Regions from separate parts of the Mus musculus genome. Here region 2 is linked to region 1. The links are chromatin contacts, called in public HiChIP or PLAC-seq maps. All regions are on one chromosome and are shown on one strand. Each heading gives the region's core, a stretch centred on a gene start, on an enhancer-like site or on the middle of the called end of the contact. The rest is flanking DNA. Distances are from core to core; before and after follow the strand shown. Region 1 overlaps Ryr2 (ryanodine receptor 2, cardiac). Region 2 overlaps Mtr (5-methyltetrahydrofolate-homocysteine methyltransferase).

The links. HiChIP or PLAC-seq counts read pairs in DNA pulled down with a chosen protein or histone mark.
Region 2: a contact with region 1 is called in an H3K27ac HiChIP or PLAC-seq map of extraembryonic endoderm stem cells. The contact joins two enhancer-like sites. A contact is called at or near these places in 4 of 115 datasets of contacts at active chromatin or transcription factors (the SCID.adh cell line, embryonic stem cells, extraembryonic endoderm stem cells and 1 more) and 1 of 9 other capture datasets (pancreatic islet).

What each region holds. Positions count from the first base shown.
Region 1 is chr13:12,037,139-12,041,251 of GRCm38.p6, reverse strand. The region is part of intron 1 of Ryr2 (ryanodine receptor 2, cardiac); the gene reads left to right. Among named protein-coding and RNA genes, the nearest start is that of Ryr2, 68 kb to the left of the region's middle. Within about 2 kb of position 2,666, at least 24 of the 459 cell types and tissues checked have an H3K27ac peak or open chromatin away from gene starts, as enhancers often do. A contact at or near this core is called in extraembryonic endoderm stem cells, where this site is marked.
Region 2 is chr13:12,242,722-12,246,502 of GRCm38.p6, reverse strand. It overlaps Mtr (5-methyltetrahydrofolate-homocysteine methyltransferase), which reads left to right. Exons shown (of 33, transcript NM_001081128.3): 7 at 1,886-1,948; 8 at 2,474-2,568. Among named protein-coding and RNA genes, the nearest start is that of Mtr, 14 kb to the left of the region's middle. Within about 2 kb of position 2,297, at least 23 of the 459 cell types and tissues checked have an H3K27ac peak or open chromatin away from gene starts, as enhancers often do. A contact at or near this core is called in extraembryonic endoderm stem cells, where this site is marked.

The DNA.
Region 1 (4,113 bases), core at 1,417-3,916:
CCTGGCCCTTCTCTGACTTGGTTCTCCAGATTCTAATGGCGGATGAGGAGGTAAGGGTCTTGCAGATGAATTTCTGAAGGGCAGTCTCACAGTGAAGTAGGCCTACTGATTACTAGGTGCCTGGAGGCCTGTATGCCACCTCTCTCTCTCTTTCTCTCTCTCTCTCTCTCTCTCTCTCTCTCTCTCTCTCTCTCAGCTCAACCCTCCTAAGGCGTGTGAGGGCCCAGGCATCCTTTGTCCTCAAGAACTCACAGTTGTGGGCTTAACACCCTGTGCGCACACACATGTGTTAATGCTTAGAGAGACTGCTGTGGCTCAAGGGTGCCGTGGTGCCCAGAAGGCATGGAATTGACAGAAAGGATAAATAACCTCAGAGACGCAACTTAATGCAGATTGCAAAAATGCAAGCAAACAGCAAACACCATCAGGTTTTTTTTTTTTTTTTTTTTTTTGCAGTTGCATGTAGGTCATTGGAGGAAGCTTACCTTAGCTCCAAGCAAAGGACTGTGGTAAGGAAGAACGGGATTATTTTGAGTACCAACTCAGTGCTCAGCACCCAGGCTGCATTTTCCAAAGGTTCGCACTCACTGTGAAGGTGTCAAAAGTTGGTCAAGGTGAAGGAAGGCTGCTTTGAGAAAGGGAACAACTGAGGGCCAGGAAGAGAAGGGCCAGGCTCTGAATGAGCTGTCTTCCTGTCTTGGAAAGGGCTTGTGATTGTGTAGAGTTTTCTGCAGAAAGTGTCCTATCCTAGTGATAAGAAGCAGGGGACAGAGACTAGAATCTCACAGTCGAAAATGGGGTTTTAAGTATTAATCCCAGAGGGCACTTTGGATTGATAACCAAATGCACACTCCATTAGGAAGAACAAAGCAATAATCACCAGAGACCTCCATGAGTCCACAGAGGCAGGCATGATGGGTGACCTTGTGGGGCTGGTAAATTACATCACATTGTTGGAGAGATGGAAAGAATATTGTCCATATGGAGCTAGAGTTCCAGACACCGTATATCTGAGAGTCTCTCTTGGTATCCTTGGGGAAATTAAGCTGAGATTCAAGAACAACATAGGAGTGATGACTCACGGGTGTGGAGACAAAATTAGCTCAATGGCTGCTCCCTCCAGATATGGGTGGGGGCCCCAAGAGCTGAGCTCACCCTAGGGAGAAGCTTGCTGTATACTCCCTTTGAGATCAAAATTGTCATCTGTGCTTCGAATGGGGACACAGAAGACAGGGTTATCAAATCTCTGGGAAGTTCAGAACCAGTTAAATATTAGGTGGTAGACATTAGTGCTGAAGGTGAAGGTCAGGGATGGTGATGATGACAATGACAACGATAACAAGGACAATGGTGATGGTGATGGTGTTAGTGATGATAGCAGTTTCCCCAGACGAGGGCCAGGCAGGTCACATGTACAATGATGGACCCCAGTGAAACTGCCTGCTGATCTGAAGTGGGAAAAAAAAAATGAGTTTCTGAGTCAGGAAAGCCTCAACAGAATGATGACATTTTCTTTTCAAATGGCAAAAGTGAGAAGAAGACTTAATAAAAAAAATATGGTAGATAAAGGCTGACCGAGGGCTCAGCCGGGGGTATCGCAGTCTTACTGAAAGAAGCTGGTGCGGTAGAGAAGAGCTTGCCTTGCAAGCTCGAGGACATGAATCTGATCCCTGGAACAGCATGAAAAGACCTGGGTTTGGTGCTGCATACTTATCGTCCAAGCACTGGGGAGGCAGAGACAGGTAGATCTCCAGGGTCACTGACTGGCCAGCCTGGCTTCACCGGTGGGTTCTAAGCCAGCAAGAGATCTTGTTTCCAAAAAGGAAAATAAAAGTTGGAAATATCCTGAGGAATCAATTTAAGCTTGTTCTACACACACACACACACACACACACACACACACACACATGCATACATACCCCCACATATGTACATGCAGAAAGGTAGTGGAGGTATTTAGAAAAACTGTTTTTTCATGCAGCCTGATTTTACTTGGGTCCTGAAGCTGTGTGTGTATGTGTGCATGTGTGTGTGTGTGTGTGTGTGTGTGTGTGTGTCGGGGGGGGGGGAAGAGAGCGGGGGGGGGGGAGAGAGAGAGAGAGGGAAAGAGAGAGAGAGAGATTGAGATTACAGATAAGCATAAGCTACTAGGACACGTGACAAATGCTTTTACTTTTCTCAAGGAACCTTGTGTTGCTAGTTAACATATTTTATCTTTTCAAAAAAAAGTAATAAAGATCATTATGTAAGTTTCTGTGGCAGGTCAGATGAACACACAATCCCTATCTCCTTTGTCATTCATTACACAGTGAACCAGTGTTGGCACTGTAAGGCTTACCACAGTGTTGCGCCACACTCTGTGGCAATTTCTTCGAGTCTCCTCTGAAGTGTGCTAGGTGTTCTTGTCCTCTGCAGCATGGTTTGCCCTTATGTCCTATGGTTTGAGGATCCAGTCCATCATGGCAGGGAAGACATGGTGAGCCTGAGGCAGCTGGTCACACTGTCCATATCTGCAGTCGGAAGAGGTGGATGGTCGAGTTGCCCTTGTAAATGTTTAAATTAATTCCACTACCCAGCCAATGGGATGGTACTGCCCACATTCGGGGGGGGGGGGTTGTCCCTCCTCACCTAATCTCTCTGGAAGTGCTGTTCCGGGCATGCCCATAGGTGTGTCTCTGAGGTGACTCTAAATCCTGTCAGGCTGACAATAACTATCAACTACCTGAGGGAGGGACCCTGCTAATAAAGAGAAAAGATTACTTCTGTTCGCCCTGGGAGGCTCCAGTCCATGAAGAGGTAGCCCTGCTGATTTTGAGTCTGTGGGGGAGAGAACATGTCAGCTGTGCTGCTGGGTGGGCTCCTAGTCTCCTGCGTGTCTAGGCCGCTTCCAGCAGTGTAGGAGGAGCATACCTGAATGGGGTCTGTACCCCCTGTTCTTTTGTTTCTCTCACTCTGGCATGAATGGAGTGCCAGGTGCTTGTGTGAGACCTGGTGTTTCTTACTCATGGGCATGAAAGGCCAAGGTGATGATTTGCGGGCCTTTGCTGTCCCAGGGCCCTGATGATCTAAGGAAAGTCAAACAAGGCTAGATTCTGGAGCCGAGAGCCTGGCTGACCTCATGCTCCATTTATCTTCAGTACATTTGGATTTTAGGCTCTAGGGAGGGGAACAATGTGGTGAGACTAAGGAGTCCTCAGTCATGAGGGTCCATAGCAAAGTAAGCCCATAACCTGACCCCCACAGCATGGCCCTTGCCTGGCGATGGGGGCTTCTTTCGTGGTGGGCAATCATCAGGTTTTTTCTTTCACCCCCATTTTTTCATGTATGTGGCATGCTTTTGTGCATATGGATGTTTTTGCATGTGTGTCGGCTCACATGTGTGGGTATGCCTCATGTGGAGGCCTGAGGTTGAGGGCAAGAATAATAGAATCGTCCCCCATTAACCTTCTAACTTGAGCCAGGGCCTCCCGATCAAACTCTGAACTCACTGACAAGGCTAGTCTTGCTAGTCAGTTTGCCCTTGACCTCTTCTCTCTAGTTTTGGAGAGCCTGGTGTCCTAGAGGAGCCCTCTGCAGCTGGCCTTTCCTAGAGATCTTCTAGATCCTAGAGCTAAATTGCCTACATCAGCTGGTAACGTTATCTGTTCCTGCATCCCCAGCACTCCATAAGCCCCTGGCATGGAAGCATGAAAACCCAGGTTCTTCCAAGGCAGAGATTTCCACAAGGAAATCAGGGACTTTAGTACGCCATGGGACACTTGCTTGGCTACCTCTGTATCCACGTACTGCATTATCCATATTCCACAGCCTCTCAGGACTTCTTCATCCATCCCCTGCAAACCTCACCTCTTAGGGTCTGTTGCTTGGGAAACCCGTCTCAGATGTCACCCAGTCTAAGTGCCTTCTCTCCCACCTCTGTTGGGGAAGTATAATTACAAACACACTGTTCTCCCTCTCTGAAAAGCTCCTCATGAAGGAAGAGGGAAAGAGGACAGTTTTACTATCAAGTGAATATTAAGCCAGAATAGGATACCATTGCAAGCAATCAACTGAAAGTCACAACAGGCAGACAGCAATCTCTCTTGTTACATGTTCTCAGGACAAACAACTAGA
Region 2 (3,781 bases), core at 1,048-3,547, 210 kb before region 1:
AACTCAGGTTCTCATGCGTATAAGGCAAGTGTTTCATCAACTGAACCAGCTTTGACGTTTACTTTGTATACGTGTGTGTGTGTGTGTGTGTGTGTGTGTATGTAAATGCCATAGTGCATCAGTGGGTAGTGGACAGTGTCGGTGGACAGCTTGGCGAGTCGGGCCTCTGTTTCTACCATGTGGCCCCTTGACCACACTTAGGTTATTGGGCAGCTTTACCCAATGAATCACCATGTAGGCTTTCTTTTTATATTAGAAGTTTCCCTAATGGCATACTTGGAATTTATTTTGGAGTGTACAGTAGAATGCTTCTGTAATCTTTTTCATTTTATGTGTTTAGCATTTGCTTGCATGCATGCCTGATGGCCACAGAGGCCAGAGAGGATACAGGATTCCTGGAACTGGGTTACAGAGGGTTCTGAAGTGTCGTATACGTGTTGGTAATTGAACCTGGATTGTTTGAAAGAACAGCCTGTGCACTTAACCACTGAGCTGTCTCTCCAGCCCTAAATAGTTTATTATTTCTCAGTGAAATGAACATGTATAAGATGACCTGTCTTGGTTGGTTTTTGTTAACTTGGTACAAGCCAGGGTTGTTTGGCAATAGAAAACTTGAGTTCCGGTTGAGAAAATGCTTCTATCACATTGGCCTGTAAGGAAGACTGTGGTTGATGTGGGAGGGCCCAGCTCACTGGGGAGGCAGAGAGAGGCAGGCGAATCTCAGGATTTGAGGCTGTCCTAGTCCTACACAGTAAAACCCTGTCTTGAAAAACAAAGAAAAACAAAACCAACAACCAAGTAGTCAATAACAACAACAGCAACAACAACAAAAAGGTTTTAAGGATCACTTTTTTTTTTTAGTTATAAAATAGGAGTTTCAGTTTTGTTATTTTTGTGATGCAGTCTTGCTATGTAGCCCAGACTGACCTAGAACTGGTCTCATGGGCTAGCCTCTCACTGGACGTCCTTCTACTTCAGCCTCTCACAGATTAGAGTTACAGGTGTGCATCAATCACCACATCCAGCATTCCATATTGTCTACCGAAAGACTTTCCATGACAAAGAAAAACCCTCCATCACCAGGAGAGTTCATATTAATGGCAAGTTGCATTCCAATTTCAGAGGTGTTAATCTTCAAATCAATTGCACTAAGGATAAAAGGAAGAACTAGGACTGGAGGGATGGCTCAGTGGTTAAGAGCACCGAGTGCTCTTCCAAAGGTCCTGAGTTCAAATCCCAGCAACCACATGGTGGCTCACAACCATCCGTAATGAGATCTGACGCCCTCTTTTGGTGCATCTGAAGACAGCTAAAATGTACTTAGATATAATAGTAAATAAATCTTTAAAAAAAAAAAAAGGAAGAACTAGAAGACATTGCTTGGAACTTAAGCATGCACTTTTAAGAGTGAAGTAGTTCCACAGCCCAAGCTCACAATGAGTTTTCCAGTGATGCTCATTTTTCGGTTCATAGACCAAAAAATGTGTATGAAAGGCTGAAAGAATAGGCAGAACAGTTTTATTTATATACGTTTACTTTGATTGAAGGAGGAAAGAAAGACAAGTTAACTCTTTAGTTCTTCAAAGTAAATAATGAGCTCGTTAGGTGAACTCAGATTTTTTTTTTTTTTTTTGGGATGGTGCTGGGGTTGGACCCAGGCCCTTGTCCATCATGCTAGGCTCTTTCCTCACCTGGGCTTTGTTAACATGTGCATGGTAGAAGAGAAGAGGCATTGCAGTTATGCATGTAGGGAAAATCTCCTTTCTTCAGCTTTGTGCGTATCCTACCTAAAGTGGACTTGGAAAAGGATTAGTGTGATCAGGCAGTTAGATTGACCTTGGGTCTTCTCAGAAATCAAGATATCCTTTTTTATTTTTCTTAACAGGCAGCCTTGTTTGCGATCCAGAACCTCTTTGAAGAGAATTATGCTCCTCCTCGGCCTATCTTTGTAAGTTCTTAAATATGTGTGTGATAACCCCTCTCTCCCTTTAAGAAGAAAATCCTTTACAATTAAGGTTTTTATTGTAGTTTCCCCTTCCCTGGAATAGTAGAATGAAGTGATCTTTTAGAAACCACCCTTCTGTTCGCTTCCCTCCTATCAGTAGGCAACTTCCCTTTGGAGAGAAGGAAGATGAGCCTGGAAATGGTTGAGGAAGAGCAGGCTGTTAAAGAGGCAAGAGGCGTAGGGATTCATGCCGTCAGGGCTTGCAGAGGGATGGACTTGGCCCCTGACTTCCGAGGCTGCTTGTGCCGTTCTTGCCTCTGGCTCTGCCTTTCTCTGTCCTGCTTCCCCAGGCACTTGGCACAAGTCCATTCTGACACTCAGGCAGCACATTGTGCTGTTGAGTTTGAGTTCCACAGTTCTGTCCTCATGAAAGAACAAAGGACTTGCACTTGTTTGTTACACTTTGTCTTTGTGACCATAGCCTTTACCAGAGTCTATATTGTTGATTTGCTTCCATTGTTAATTCAGATTTCTGGGACCATTGTTGATAAAAGTGGAAGGACTCTTTCTGGGCAGACGGGAGAGGCTTTTGTCACCAGCGTGTCTCATTCGGACCCCCTGTGGTAAGTGACTCTTTTGGGCACTTCTACTGTAGGCTACATAATGTGTCTCCAGAGGGGCCTTGCGTCTGTGTTTCCACTGTGCTATTCCTTGGTGACTGGATTTCCCTTAGGCTTTCAGACTTGACTCTGAGGGCCACTAGCCACTGCAATGCTGACGTCAGGAGAGCGGCTCTCACGCCTTTTGGGCAGCAGTGTCTGCCTGTGAGTCTTCAGCTGCTTTAGGTGACTAACAGTTTGTTTCAGAGCAATGACTGCCAGGGTTAATGCCGTGTCGTCTGTGGGCAACCAGAGCATCCTAGAATGAACAAGGAATGGGAGAGGTCAGGTGAGGTTATAGAGAAGTTAAGCCATATATGATAGGGCTAACATAGGAGAGACTGATGTTTAATGACCGACTGTTATCACAGACTCTTTGTTAACAAAGAACATTAGAATCCTGCGTCGTTATTAATTTGTCATTTATTGAAACCCTGCTATGTGTCCTTGAAACCTGGGTAAATGAAGTAGTCCACATTAAGGAGAAACACGTCACTAAGTAAGAATGTAGAACACGACTCAGTAGGTAAAGGTGCTCGCTGCTAGGCTTGGTGACCTGATTGGATCACAAGGACCTACATGGTAGAGGGAGAGAGCCACTTCTGCAGATTGTCCTCTGACTCCCAGATATGCATGCCTCTCTCATTTTCCCTCTTTTTAAATACAAATGGTAAATTACACGGTGCTGTACAAAAACACTGAAAGGTATCTGGCCATATGCAGTAGTGAGTCCTTGTATGACTCAGACATGACTCTTTAGACATGGTAGCATCTGAACTGTGTTGGAAGACTCAAGCCTGAGTGTGCTCAGCAGGGAGACAGGATAGATGCATGTGTCAGCGTTGACTTAAGGCTGCTATGAGAGCTATAGAGTTGATGAAGATTGCCCGTTTGTGGTGTTTTCTTTGAGCTTTACTAGAACCCTTAAGAACAACATCACTTGCTGTTTTGAAGACTGGTTGGCTGGGTAACGTCAAATATGGACAAGACAAAGTAGCATTGGAACTGTTTGGAAAACATTCAGATATCTTTACTAGTGATAGCACAATGATTTACAATGTTATTTAAAAAACTATATGATACTGAATCTAGGTGACAGTAGTCTTGCTTACTTTTCAGTCGCTGTATTAAAAAACCATAACCAAGGCAAATTACAAAAGAAAGTATTTAGTTTAGG